Linked DNA regions of Anser cygnoides: region 1 is linked to region 2. The links are chromatin contacts, called in public Hi-C maps. All regions are on one chromosome and are shown on one strand. Each heading gives the region's core, a stretch centred on a gene start, on an enhancer-like site or on the middle of the called end of the contact. The rest is flanking DNA. Distances are from core to core; before and after follow the strand shown.

Region 1 (6,886 bases), core at 3,994-6,493, 130 kb after region 2:
AGCGACCCGAACACACAGCAAAATCCACCACCTCATCTTCAAAGCCATCTCATCTCCATGCTAGACGAGGCTGACTTTGAGACTTGCCTAACACTGGCTCCCCGGGGAGGTAAGAAATAAAGCTCAGCAGGACTTTCATTTTCCTCTTCACGTGCCCTGAGGCTGCCCAGTACTGAAGCGTGTTTATTTCGTTAATATTCGATGGGACTTAATTTCTTGTTTGCATTCCCCATATCTAGTTGCTGTGGTAACACATTCTTTAGGACTACATACATTCATCTCCTCCTGGAGCTCCTGACAATACAAATTGCTCAGCACTATGTGAGGTCCCAAGGAAAAGCTGTCTGAGGAACCTGCTCACTTACAAGGATGCTCAGGAAAACCATGAGATGCAAAACCATGGTGTGTGCTGCTGGTTTCAATATTCATGCATGTCATTAGAAGTGACTTGAAGGAGTGTTTTCCACCTTGGGAGGCTGAGCATCCAAAATAGGAAGAGAGGTTGGGGAGGGTATGTAAAATGGAGTGGGGTGGAACAAGGATAGGGGACAGATGTGGAGAGAAAGTGCAAGGATTTTCCACCAGGAACATGAGGTGAATATCAAACAGTATCAAGGTGAAAAGGACGTTTCAGGGCAGGACTTCCCTTTTTTAATAAAGAAGGGAAGACAGAGACAGAGGAGAAGAGCAGGGTGAGATATTTAGACCACGGTTGGATGATATGACCTACAAGGAGAGAGGGGCTTAGACTGGAACCGCTGGGACAGCATGGGAGGTGAGGCCTAAGTTAAAGTTGGCAGCCCATGAGACAGACAAGAGTCTTGGCTTCAGGACAAAGTGAAAGGACAGATTACTTTCCAAGTCTTACTAACAAAGGAAAAAACAGACCTGGTGCAACTTAAGCACGTAAAGGAAAAGGAAATACAGAAGTAAAAGGAAGTGCTAGGGGTGTGAAAGATCATATTCTCAACAACAGTTGAGAAGGAAGTAAGTGGTGGTAGTAAGCAAGAAAACAAGATTTCATCCTGATGAATTCTCTTTCTATGTCTGTGTTATCTCTCTCCTTTAGAAACCCTTTGCAAGGATTACTGAATGGTGTTTTAGACATTTCTTGAACAGTTGGTTCACAGCTCAACTTTCCACTTACAAGTGATGTGCCTGGAAATGAGAATTTGGCTGTGCTTGGAAAAGGAATAGGATGCTGTGAGCTCTGATGGTTGTATCCAGCCAGTGATACTCCCAGTAATAAAAGCATGCACCCTGCTAATAACACGGAAACTTTATTTATTGGGAAACCAGGTTCAGCCACAACCAAGGAACTGGCAGAGAGCAATCAGGTTCTGTATGCATCAGCTCTCACATGTGTACCCTGGGCATTTTAGTCTACAGTTGGTAACTAGCTGTGCTAGAGAAGGATGCCACCAAACTGTACTCAGATTTCTGCGCTATATAATATAGGGAGCCTTTTTCATAATAGGTTTGGGACACGAGCCAGAAATCTTACTCGCTATCTCCCTACTTATTCAAACTGAGTCATCAGATTTTCCAGGTTTCTTCTCTCCCAGACGACACACTGCTTTGGCTAGGTTTAGATGGACGCCGGTTGTACCATCTGCCACAAGGCTTCCTGGTTTTGTTTAGTTTTGTTTTTTCCTTTTACCTCCTGCTTGTAGCACAACAGCTCTTTTTCAGTGTCTTACATGGAACACGCTGCAAGGAATTCGTCTTTCATGGCATGGGTTTGGCCAGCTGGCTGGACAAAAACAAACACTTGAACTATGGGAACTAAAATACACTTTGCTATCAGAGATCCTGAGAGCTGGAAGCTCTTGCAGGCTGACTGAAAGTCAAAAGTACTTAGATGACACAGTCAACTTTCTTTACAGCTGACAGCAACGAGGAACATGAACCAGGAGCAAGTGTGGGGTGAGGGGACACTCACAGAAGCTAACTTCACAGTCCAACAAGGTTGACCTTCACAGAATGGTTGAGGTTGGAAGGGAGCTCTGGAGGTCATCTTGCCCACCTTTCTTTCCAAGGGCTCAAGAGAGAGAGTCCTGCTACGGATCACCTTCTGGAAGAGGAATCTGGCTTTTCTGAACTACTTTTTGGAGGAGACTCCCTCTCCCCTCTATAACCACAGAGGGAGATATATGGAGATGACTGCCATTAGACTACATTTAGCTCCTATACTGCCTCACTCCAATCTGAATGCACTTAAAAGCTCCTGCTTTTTCACGACAAAATTTTTGCCTTTCAAATCAAAAGACTTTCTTAGGAAAAAAAAGGACAAAGAACACCATGGACATGTAATGTAGTTGAGACTATCAGGACAGGTAAATAATCCAGCACAGCTGCAAACAAACTCCCTATCCTGCAAGAGACCTCTTGCTCTTCATGCAACTTGTGTCTCAGTAAGTAGGGGGAATGTCTTTAGGTACTGTCATTTCAAAAAGATGGTTAGCCCAGGTTGATCAGCTACATTTAAATGTTGAGTGAAGCTCCAGTGCTGTGGCTCCTGGAGGAACGGTGGCTTCTGAAAGCTGCAAGGAACAAAGGCAGCACTCGTCCTACTGAGCCCACAGCCAGTGCTGTTAAAAGTACAAATGTATTAAATGCTATTTTTGTTTATTTGCTTCTAGGGCTAAAAACAGATTACAAACCACATTTCTTTGAGGCATGTTTTTGTCTGTTTGTTAGAAAGGGCACACGCTGGGTCAGGGATAGAAAGTTGCACTATCCGGTTCCCAGACACAGGCCTTACTCCCTCGAGCTTCAGCTCTGAGGAACATATTGAGCAGATACTTTTCATACAGGCATTTACACACCCACAGGACTTGTATTTGGCTGTTTAGCTAACAAGCGTGGTGCACTCGATAGTTCTGAGCATGTAGGATAACACTTCCAGGATTTCTGTTTTGAGCTTAAATTTGAAAATGGATCCTCACATTTTGGTGCTAGGAGCGCTGTGTTACAACACCAAGATCGTGTCCATATGGAAACAGGACACAGAATTTACTATTGAAAATTTTAGGCTGGTATTAAATGTCAGCTTAAGACACAAACATTACGGTGTATTTACATTTCTAATTAACTCTCTGTCACACTGCTACACTGCAATGCCCAGCTAACTCTGCATCTTCGCTCACCTTCAGCTCCCTGTTTTAAGTTGTTCTTGGTCATTCCCTTTCTGCCCTTTACAACTCTTTGACCTCAGAGACACCGGTTTCACTTCTAACATACAAGCTCCAAAGATTTATCACTGACTTCCTTTCTGTCTCCTCCACTTGGCTACCTCAGGCTTCGTATCATCATTTTCTGGAAGCTCCTCGACATAGCTCTACCTTTAGTACACTTACATCTAATACTGCTGAAACGCTTTCTTTTGCTTTGGTTTCCAGTCAAACCCACATCCTTTTGTCCACAAATTTATGTGCTATGAAAAGACCTTGATCTCCTCTGTGCAAAAATTTGCAGAATATTAAAATGACGATGGAAGTGTTTAATATTGCTGGATGTACCTCAAAAGGACCACCACTTTCACTAAGCCCTTTCATTTTTCTTTTCCTGTAGTTTGCAGGGAAGAGAAAAAAAAAAAAAAGAAAAAAAAAAAGAAAAAGCATATATGCTAGAGTTTTATGTTCTTAAAATTTAAGTTAAAAGTCTCAGACCAAAGTCTGAGTTTCACAGATACAATACAAGAACAAAGACCAGCATAACTCGATAATGAAAACCAAGAATTAGTATTCCATTAGCCTTTCTGAATATCCTTCACTTCAGTCTAATGTGACTAAATACCTTATCTCTTTATAGACTTTTCCACAGAGATTTCTTGACTACGGAATTAAATGCACTAGCCACTTTCTCTGCTGTCCCTTCTGACCAGCCTAGAAAGCCTACCTGCTCTTTCAACAGTATTTCACTGCAAAGATCAAATAGCAAGAACATGCTCTTTGAACTGGTTGAGGTCCAGTATCTCACATTTTAGGACAAAGAACTGAAACAAGTATCAGTGAAGGAGTGGTGAGGTACACTTTTCCAGCCTGTTCAAATTGTTATTTAAAAAACCTTACAGTTGACACTGGACAAAATTGTACCCTGCCTTGTTGCTCACATAAGGCAACAAGGCCCCACTCTGACCAGTATAGAGCCAGCACCTAATGGTGATCCATTAGACCTTGATACTCACCACGTGGCCTGGCATAAGGATTTCATCCAATGCAAAGCAACAGAGAAGCAACTCTAGTTTCTCAAAAGCTACTTGAGAAACTCTTAAACCTCACTTCCTCATCTTCCAACGGCATATAAAGCCTGGTAAATTTACAAGAATAAGGATACCAAAAATAGGAATACACCTACCAAGAACAGGAACACCTTTTAAGCCTTTACGCAAAAAGCTATTTTAGAAAGATCCACAGCTATGAGACACAAACAAGATGCCTGATAGTGAGCTGTAATATAAAACAAATATTGGTACCTATTGGGATGGTCATTGTAACTCACTCATGCTTTTTTGGTTGTAAATAACATTGTTGTCCCAAATTGATACCACAAAAATCATGCTATGATGCAGTAATGCATTACATGCTATAAAAATCATGCAGTAATGTCAACTGTATTAGTTACCGGTGAATAATAGGAGAGGCAGATTTTTAACACAGTGATGGCTGTATGTTTTTTCTTCATGAAAATGAAACTTTGCATATCTGATGAACTCCTGGTTAAGTATAAAAATACCTACACTAAGTATAAACATACCAGGCTAGTCTATGCGACAAGCTCAACACTGTATGCGAGCCAGAGAATATGAGATTCTTTCTACATGATAGACAGATCAATACGCATTAGAAATATCCATGCTTTTAGAGTTTTTTGTTTTGTTTTTGTTTTCTTTTGTTTTTAATCTGCAACTTGAATGCCATGGAGTTAAGATGATAAATTCAAAATCATAAACAATACAGTCTATGCCCATGACTTTTTAATGCTGTTTGGCAAATCGTTGCAAAATGAACCCCATGAGAAGCAACTTATCTCATGGTACAGGATGTTTACACCTGCTAAATCTGCTAGTTTCTCTACACTCAACATAGCCAAAGGGAAAAGGCAGGCTCTTCCAGAAGGCAGTGGAAAGCGGGCTTCTTTCTCTTTCTGTTGGCTAGAGAGGCATTGCAGGTGCCAAAGTTAGGAATCTAATATATTAAAGTGAATATCCTCTTTATATAACAGAGTAACAGATTATTAATTTTGTGGCCTCTGGCTTAAAAAATAGTAATTAGAAGTTAGTAAAAAACTAATCAATGCCTTTTTTTTTTTTTTCCTGATATACTCTGCATAAATATGCAAAGAGAGTAAAGAACGTCTCGTTAGCTGCTTAGCACGGCCTCCTCAGTCCATACGATGACCACAGACAGACTTCCAACAGTTTTCTCATTAGTCTTTTCTTTGAGCACTTTGCTTTCTCCGCATCTGTCAGGAGACCAGAATGAGCTCTCTGAAATTTCTGGAGACAGATCTTTTATTTATAACTCATGCCAAGCAATATTGGCTGCCTGGGAGCAGGAATCAAATCTCTAACTATTAAGTAAACACTTGCTGCAGACTTCATATTCTAGCTAAAGGTTAATCACCAAGCAGTTTACAAAACATGAGCTAATCCAAAGGCCAAAGGTGAAATCCTATGGTCACTGAAGTACGTGAGAGTTTCTGTAAAGCCAGGATTGCTGTCCCGATTACGTTGTCTGTCTGTGTGCACGTGTGTTCTTATAAGTTCACATGGTTCGACATAGGAAGAGGCTACAGACGCAACCCCCCCACTCATGTGAAAGACAGGAACCACTTGCACTTCCACTTTTGAGAGGCAGTGCATTTAGCTAGCCTCGCCCAGCTGAAATACACTTCTGTGTACCTGCCCTTGAAGGGGACAGCACGCTCAAGGTCCACAACAGACAAGTCTTTACTGCCCAAGGGACAGACCATAAAATAAATTCAAACGCTCTTTGTGCTTGCTGTTACTTTCTTGGCCAGCTTTGGACAGCACTGTTTCCAACATGTGAGCACACAATTTCTCTCCAAAGGCCCCCCGCTTGCTCTGGCAGCACAGGGGGCCAAGGCTCTGTTCGTGCAGCCTTGCCACTCGCACTGACATTGTGCCACCAGTGGGAGATGCTCCCCAGGTCACTAGCATCACCTGCAGCAGGTGGACACCACTTTCCAGCAGAGCAAAGTTTACTGTCAGTTTTCCAGGAATTCAACATAATACTGGCACAGTCAATAACTCCTGCACTCAAAATCACCCAAAGCTCAGAAGTTCAGTTTTCCCTTTACTTGGCTCAAAGCATTGATCGATGCCTACTCCCTCAAAGTCCTAAAATGATATTGCCGTTTTCCTCTGTTCCCAATGACCCAAAAATCTTTTTTTTTTTTTGTTTTTTTTTTTTTTTTGTTTTCCTCTCTGGCCATGGAAGAGAGGAGGCATACAGGGAAGTGTACTGAAAACGAAGGAGACTATCATCTGTATTTGTGCTGACCATAAATACTGGTATAAACACAGACCAGTTAATAGACTAGCTTTCATTCACCTACAGATTTCAAAGTACTGAAGTAGCTCGATCATTTCAAAATACCAGTAAATATCTCACTGACAAGAATTACCACAAATCTCCGGTATTCGAGCTATGTGCAGACTTACAGGTAGCTCTGCTCCCGCTATAAAATATTCTACAGCTGCTGCTTTGGCTTAAAACAACCTCAGCAACAATTCCCCACCCCCCCCCCCCCCCCCCAACCTCCCCTTCGCAAAACACAGCTGTTAACTGCAAACTGAAGAACACAAAAAAATCACCCAAATTGCCCAATGATCATTACTGTTCAATCAAGGTAAATTGTG
Region 2 (6,527 bases), core at 99-2,598:
AATTGAAGAAGTATTTTACCAGGCCTCAGAGAAAGGAGAAGATGGCACAAATAGATTCAGGATAACTTAAAGCAGTATCAGTCTTTTGGAGAAGGCCCGGCACCTACCATGTGTTTTTATTTCGAATTTCTGCTAGAGAAATATAGAAACAATGTGGCTCTTACTGGAACTACCACTGATTATGTCTAAAACCTCCTGATTTTCAAAAGCCCCGAAGGAATCTGAATCCCACAGCTGCACCATTTCTCGTGTATACCTCCCAAGGAGTACAACAGGGCTGTTCTTCATAGGGTTTCCTCGGGGTGTCATTCTGGATTCCTCTAGCCCATTTCTCCTTGCTTGCCATGAGGCTGAAGCCTGTGCATTGGTGAGAGTGACTTTGAGGGCTAGGGGCTTCTCATGAATGCTCTGCTTCTGCCTCATGCTGGCTAGGGAAGACCTTTGTTTTAGAATCTCATTTTTCATTGACTTCAGCATACAGAATGTACATATACTGAAGCATTTCACTTCACGTATTCTTTATCATTTCCTCATACTCTTTATTTTATTTCTTGATTCGTTATATTCCTTTTTTTTTTCTGTCACCCATCTGCAGATGTAGGTGGATGGCTGCCACTCGAGGTGGGCTTTTTGGTTCTTAAAGGACTTCAGAAATCCACTAGTGCCCACTAACCCTGCAGCTGCCCTGTGCAGGACATGAAAATATGAAGTATGTATAATCTACCTCCGACTTCAGGCTCTTGATGAAGCTTGTTCTTTATATGAAATGGATGCCCTAGAGAAACGTGAAGGCCAGACTCAACTTTGAGGGCAGAAGTAACCAGCATTTGCAGTTAACCTCCCTAACCATGTGTGAAACCGCTATTGTGATTTCAAAGTCTCATTAAGTAGTAAATACAGAGCATGCCAAAAGTGATTTTGCAGTTAATAAAAATATTCATCCATTTAAATAATCAGACTGTAGTCTCATTACAGCTGTATTGCATGACACATTATTTGTAGAGAAGAGATCTTAATCACCCACTTCAGTAAAATTTATAGGGAAACCAGCTTTAGTGAGTGAGTTAATTTCAAAGAATAACATGTTTGGTCTTGGACTATTCTTTCACAGCTGAAAAGAAAATCAAAGTGTTTTGAAAATTATTCTGAAAGAACACAAAATTATAAACAACACAGACTGAATGACTTTTAACTGCCCCTTTGCAAAAAAAAAAGGAAAAGAGAGAATTCAGAAAACAGATCCTGCCTCCAGAGAGAGAAACTGATGTACAGACATCCCCCAACATAGGAATCTGACACCAGAGACTTTAAGGAACAAAAACTCGGAGAGATTTTCAAACCTTCCAGATGGAAGATTTTACCCTTTTACCCAAAGATCCTTTTTCCCAAGAGACAGTGTTGACATCGCTAATGAAGGATGGCAAATATCTTTTTAACTCTCTCTGTGGTCTTCTGCGCTGTTGTAAACAATGTACCTAATAACAGAGGAAATAAAGTCTTTGATGCCGTTACTGGCTGGGGGGGATTTCGGATGACTGATGTCACATGTTAGCAACAGATACTTCTACGTTAATATCTATAGATTTGTGGACTAAAAAAAGAAATCTTTTGATTTTCTGTACAGTACAGGCCAGGGAGTGATATCTAAACAAAAATGACATGTTCTGGCCACAGGCTTGTCCTGAGAGCTCCTGACGTGGGTGTTTGCCAGAGGAGGACTTTAACCTCCTCTCCTGGCGCAGAACGGGGCACATACTACTGGCTCAGTTAGGAGCTTGTTTACCAAGTGATAGACACATTTTAGTGTTGCCAGCTATTACTCTGTTAACTCAGTTGCTTAAGACTGTGATTCTCGGGGCTGAAATTCTTGGGTTCTTTCCCGTTAATGATATGAGGATGTAAGGGCCATAGAATTTAAAACTCCCAGCTTTGTCACACCTTTGCTAACCTGCTTCCTACAAGGTAAGCAGGAGTGAGAGAACCTGGGGTGTTCAACAAGAAAAAATAAATATAAATTTATATATTTTTGAAAGGCACGCATTGGACCTTGGTAGTCAATAGGATGCATGAGTCCAAGTCTCTAAGGGACCTCATTCCTAAAATTGTACTTAGCGGTACAACTGCAAAGTAGAGGGGTGTAATGCTGTCCTGAAGCCCCTTCCAGCCTGGATTATGCAATGATCCTATGAAATGGGTGGTAGCCAGTATGACCAAAAGATATGTGGTAATAAAGCTACATGAGGTACATGGATTTTGTGTGAGTAGGTGGGCTGTGTGGGGTAATGGGGCTGTGGGAGAAAGAAAAGATGAGAGCTGTCACAGGAGAATAGCTGTTGAGGCAGCAAGGGAGAAGTCACAATAAATCATGCTAGAAAAACTCACCTCCAGAAGTTCAGTAAAGCTGCTAGGGATCCAAGGCCAGGAATCCAGATTTTGCTAGAAATCTGGGTAATGTTATGCAGGTGGAGCTGATCAAGAGGATAACCTCAAAAGAAAATTCATGAAACAGAACCTGGTGATTTTAGGGTGTAAGACAGTGCAGGAACTTGTGCTTGCTTGAGGTATCTTTTCTGCTTGCAGGCTTCTTGGCTTCTGGGCAGCCCACAGAAAAAAAGTCCTCCCTCTTCTCTCATCTAGGACAACGAGAAGATACTTCCTGACAAAGCAAAGGGGGAGGCCACAGGGGAAACTGTTCAGTTCCTCTGAGCTGGAGATCAGGATTGTCACCAGCTCTTGGGACTGCTTTCACCACAGCCATAGTGCATGAAATACCTAGGCCCAAACCATTGGATTTGGAGCCCTTTCCCACCACAAGCTCTGTTTCTTCTCTTCGGTTGTTGGTCAGATGCACCATCATGGTGGCTTCCAAAGAAGGTACAAATGTATGATGGTGTGTGAGGTGCACTGAAAAGCAGGGACAGGGTGCCTGAGATGTCCCACAGAGCCATTCACTCAACAAAGCTATCCTGTTGTAATAAATAATCACTGAGGGGCGAAGAAGGGAGACCCAACAGGTACCAGCTCTGAAGGGTCTCCAGTGCAGCAAGCTCTTCATATGGATTCCAGTGACAAATGTGGTGGACTTGAGTTGTACAAAATCTGCCTTAAAAAGTCATGTTCACTTTTTCCACCTGCCTCTGGCAGCTCTCTTGTGCTTTTGAAAAACGACTTACCTCGGCCCCCTCCTGTTCTTGCAGACACTGAGACAGCTTTATATTCAAACAGCTGAACTGCTGCTTTTTTAACCAGTATTTCTTGAAAAAATCCCCTTGCCTTGAGAGCTGTTTTGGGCAAATGCCTTTTCTGCCTTGTCTTGCAGATATGTCTATATTCGTCCCATCAGAGAGCACAAGCGAAAGGTTTCGACATCATTCTTGTCAAAACACTGGATACAAACTTTAGTTCAACAGGAAAGTGGGGATGGGAAACCAAAGCCTGGGGGTGCTGAGAGTGACGTGCCCAGCGTGTGTCCAAGCACAACACAGCTGCACCTTCGCTGGGCACAAGGCAAAGCCTACACAGCTGGACAAAATATGTGTTTATTGGGCATGGGATATGTAGCTTATGTCACCAAAGGGTCTGGGCATTTTATTTATTTTATTTTACTTTATTTTATTTTATTTTATTTTATTTTATTTTATTTTATTTTATTTTATTTTATTTTATTTTATTTTATTTTATTTTATTTTATTTTATTTTTATTTTATTTATTTTATTTTATTTATTTTATTTCAGGGTATATAGTTACCTGCAGAAAGATGTTTAGTTCTAGGACCTTTATACATTCTAAACAATGAAAGACAGAAAGACATGAATATGTCCAAGAGCTAATGCAAAAAAGCTATGACCACACTAAGAAAAAAATATACCTTCTCACTCTCCAAAGCACTTAGGAGTGGACTCACAAATATTCATGGATTTTACTGTCTTCCCTGCAATAACACTAAGTCTACATTTGCTTCTGAAAAATATTCTAGATGTGTGGCATGGAGGTTAAATTTTAACTAGGCTCTTTCATGATATAGCTGTTCGCTTTCTCATTTATGTCTTGAATAAGTGTTGATAAATGTTCACATTTGCAATAAAATTCAGAGGTAAAGAGGGTTTCATCTAAGTTTTGCAGTGACCATATCTGAACAGGGACTATTAATATTGATCATCACAATCTAATTCAAAGAGCAAAACTCAGGGATGTTAAAGCCTTGGGCAAAATTGTTGTAATTTACTGTTATGGGGAAAACTTTATGGTTAGTTGCTTAGATTAAAAATCTCTGAGAGTTTTCCACAGGAAAGTTTTATTAAAGGCATGCCAAGTTAAATATAGTTATACAACACTCTCTGCTCACATATATAGATACGTATATATTTATGTACCTGTAAAATCAAATTTTGTTGCCCAAGTTAAATGACATTTTAGACTACTTAAAGTGGGAAAAACCTATAAAATATCATATAATTCCTTGTATCAGTTGTCTCGCTTTTTTTCTAACATCTTTTAGCTCGTTCATCTCATCCAAATGCTTTCTCCTGCCCCAGAGTCCCCAAAACCATAAGCAGGAGGATCGGCCGTCATCACTGGGACAACTCCTTCCTGCCGGCGTGCCTTTGGCTGGCACAGGCCTGTGTTGTGTGGCGATGCAGCCGTCCAGGGTGTGAAAGCTGGAGCTTCTGGCCTGCCTCTGACACCAGCCCTGCGTGCCTGAACACTGCCAGTGGGATTCAGAGAGAGGGATGGGCCGAGAGCTGAGGAGCACACACATCACTTACACGCGTACATCCACATCTGCGAAGGTGTTTTAGGCAACTGTGTAGATGGTGCCAAAGTTCTGCTCTCAGTCTCGTTACAGGGCGGGTAGATTTACATTCTGCCCATGTCTGTAGGATAGGTCACACTATATGTCGAGAAACACTAGAAACCCAGAAGTTTGCACAGCTAGCAGTGCACCAGGCTGCGCATGGGGCAAGCTTCTTTTCAAAAAACAGCTCCATATATTTAACCACAGGCAGGACTTTTTCTTTGCGTGATTGATAGATCTTGAGCACAGATCACCCTCGCCAGGTGTTTTTTTTTCTGTCCCAAATTTGTGTCTGATTTTTTTTTTTTTCAATACAAAAGCGTGGAAACTTGTCAGCTTGGAGACAGCAGTATAGCTGGATCAATTTTTGTTTTTCACTGTGTGGAGTGCAGCCAGCAGGTTAAAGGCAGGGGCTGAGGATTTGGAATCTTAAGTTTTATTCCCAGCTGTGCCATTCATGTGCTTTCTCTCCTTAGGCAAGTGATTTTTATTAATTAATAAATGTATTTATTTATCTATCACCTCAGCAGATACAAGATCCTACCTCACAGGGCATAATTGATGTTTGTAAAACATTTCAGGATTCCTGGATGAAGATAGTAATGGTTCCATGGAGTAATCTTAATGTCTAATGGCCAGGGCATGCCAGCCCTCCCTTTACAGAGCAGGCACTAGGACAATATCATCAACCTGAAGCATGATCTGTCTGGTTCCCTTCCATCTCTACCTTAGCAGGAGCCTCCAGTTTTCTTTCTCTCATGCTGATCATGTTAAAACACTGCTTGTATTGATTTTAGAGCAAATATGATTGATTTTAGAGTAAATCACCTGGAAGTTGTGGGAGAGATCCAGAGTCCATTTCAGTCACTTGACATCTTCCATATGCTTTGATGGATCCAGGGGGAGCAAGGTCAACATTTGCAGCATAGGAATAGCTAGAGACCCCTCAGATCAATGCTCCAACTATGTTAATACACAAGACCACGTTAAAAAGATAAGGTAATGCAAATGGGCCTGAGATAAGGTAATGCAAATGGGCCTGATCTGATCCATTCATCAGCTTCTGTATTGCTCAGCCCATTTATTTTCATGTCACAGGCATGGGTGATATGGCTGACAGATAGACACAACGCAGATTATTCTTCAGTGTCATGTCCATGTTCACACAGCACAGTTTGGCTTCTTCTCTATTTTGAACAGTAGAGGTGAAAAAAAATCACGTATGCTAGTTCTGTAAAGTACAACTGCAAATTGTTTTATGTGAATGTTACAAAAATAGCCTACTTTACCACCAAATAGTCTAATAGCGTCTAAAACTTCACTGTGTAAAATTGTTGGATCTCAGATCCAAGCAAAACATCCACTAGTTCTAATGAGGTCAGAATTCAACTCCATTTGCAAAAATGAAATATGCAGGCTCGTAAGGCTGAACTTTCCTTAGTAAAGGAATTTCTTTCATTAAAAAGAAATCCGTATTAAAACAAACAAAAAGCAAACCAAAACAATCAATCAGGGAGAATTTCCATCAAGAATTTAAAGTATCTGGGTTTGTTATCAAGAGCTGCATATGTGGTTTCTTTTATGCACACATTTATAACAGCCTGCAGCAGAGCTGTGCCATCGCACGGGCAGCCACTCAGATGTGCTTTTGCTGTTTCTGCTGGAGCAGACTCGGTCAGGCAATGCATTGTTCTCTACAGCATGCCCCAGTTCATCCCAGGCTCAGATCCT

Evidence for each region. A called contact is a pair of places that touch in the nucleus more often than the background predicts.
Region 1: a contact with region 2 is called in a Hi-C map of liver, with 2.2 times the contacts expected there. The contact joins two enhancer-like sites. A contact is called at or near these places in 2 of 7 Hi-C or Micro-C datasets (both in liver).

What each region holds. Positions count from the first base shown.
Region 1 is chr1:22,267,793-22,274,678 of Taihu_goose_T2T_genome, forward strand. All of the region lies in intron 2 of PLXNB2 (plexin B2), which reads right to left. Among named protein-coding and RNA genes, the nearest start is that of PLXNB2, 140 kb to the right of the region's middle. Within about 2 kb of position 5,244, at least 2 of the 3 cell types and tissues checked have open chromatin away from gene starts, as enhancers often do. A contact at or near this core is called in liver, where this site is marked.
Region 2 is chr1:22,138,608-22,145,134 of Taihu_goose_T2T_genome, forward strand. No RefSeq gene overlaps it. Among named protein-coding and RNA genes, the nearest start is that of MAPK11, 50 kb to the left of the region's middle. Within about 2 kb of position 1,349, at least 2 of the 3 cell types and tissues checked have open chromatin away from gene starts, as enhancers often do. A contact at or near this core is called in liver, where this site is marked.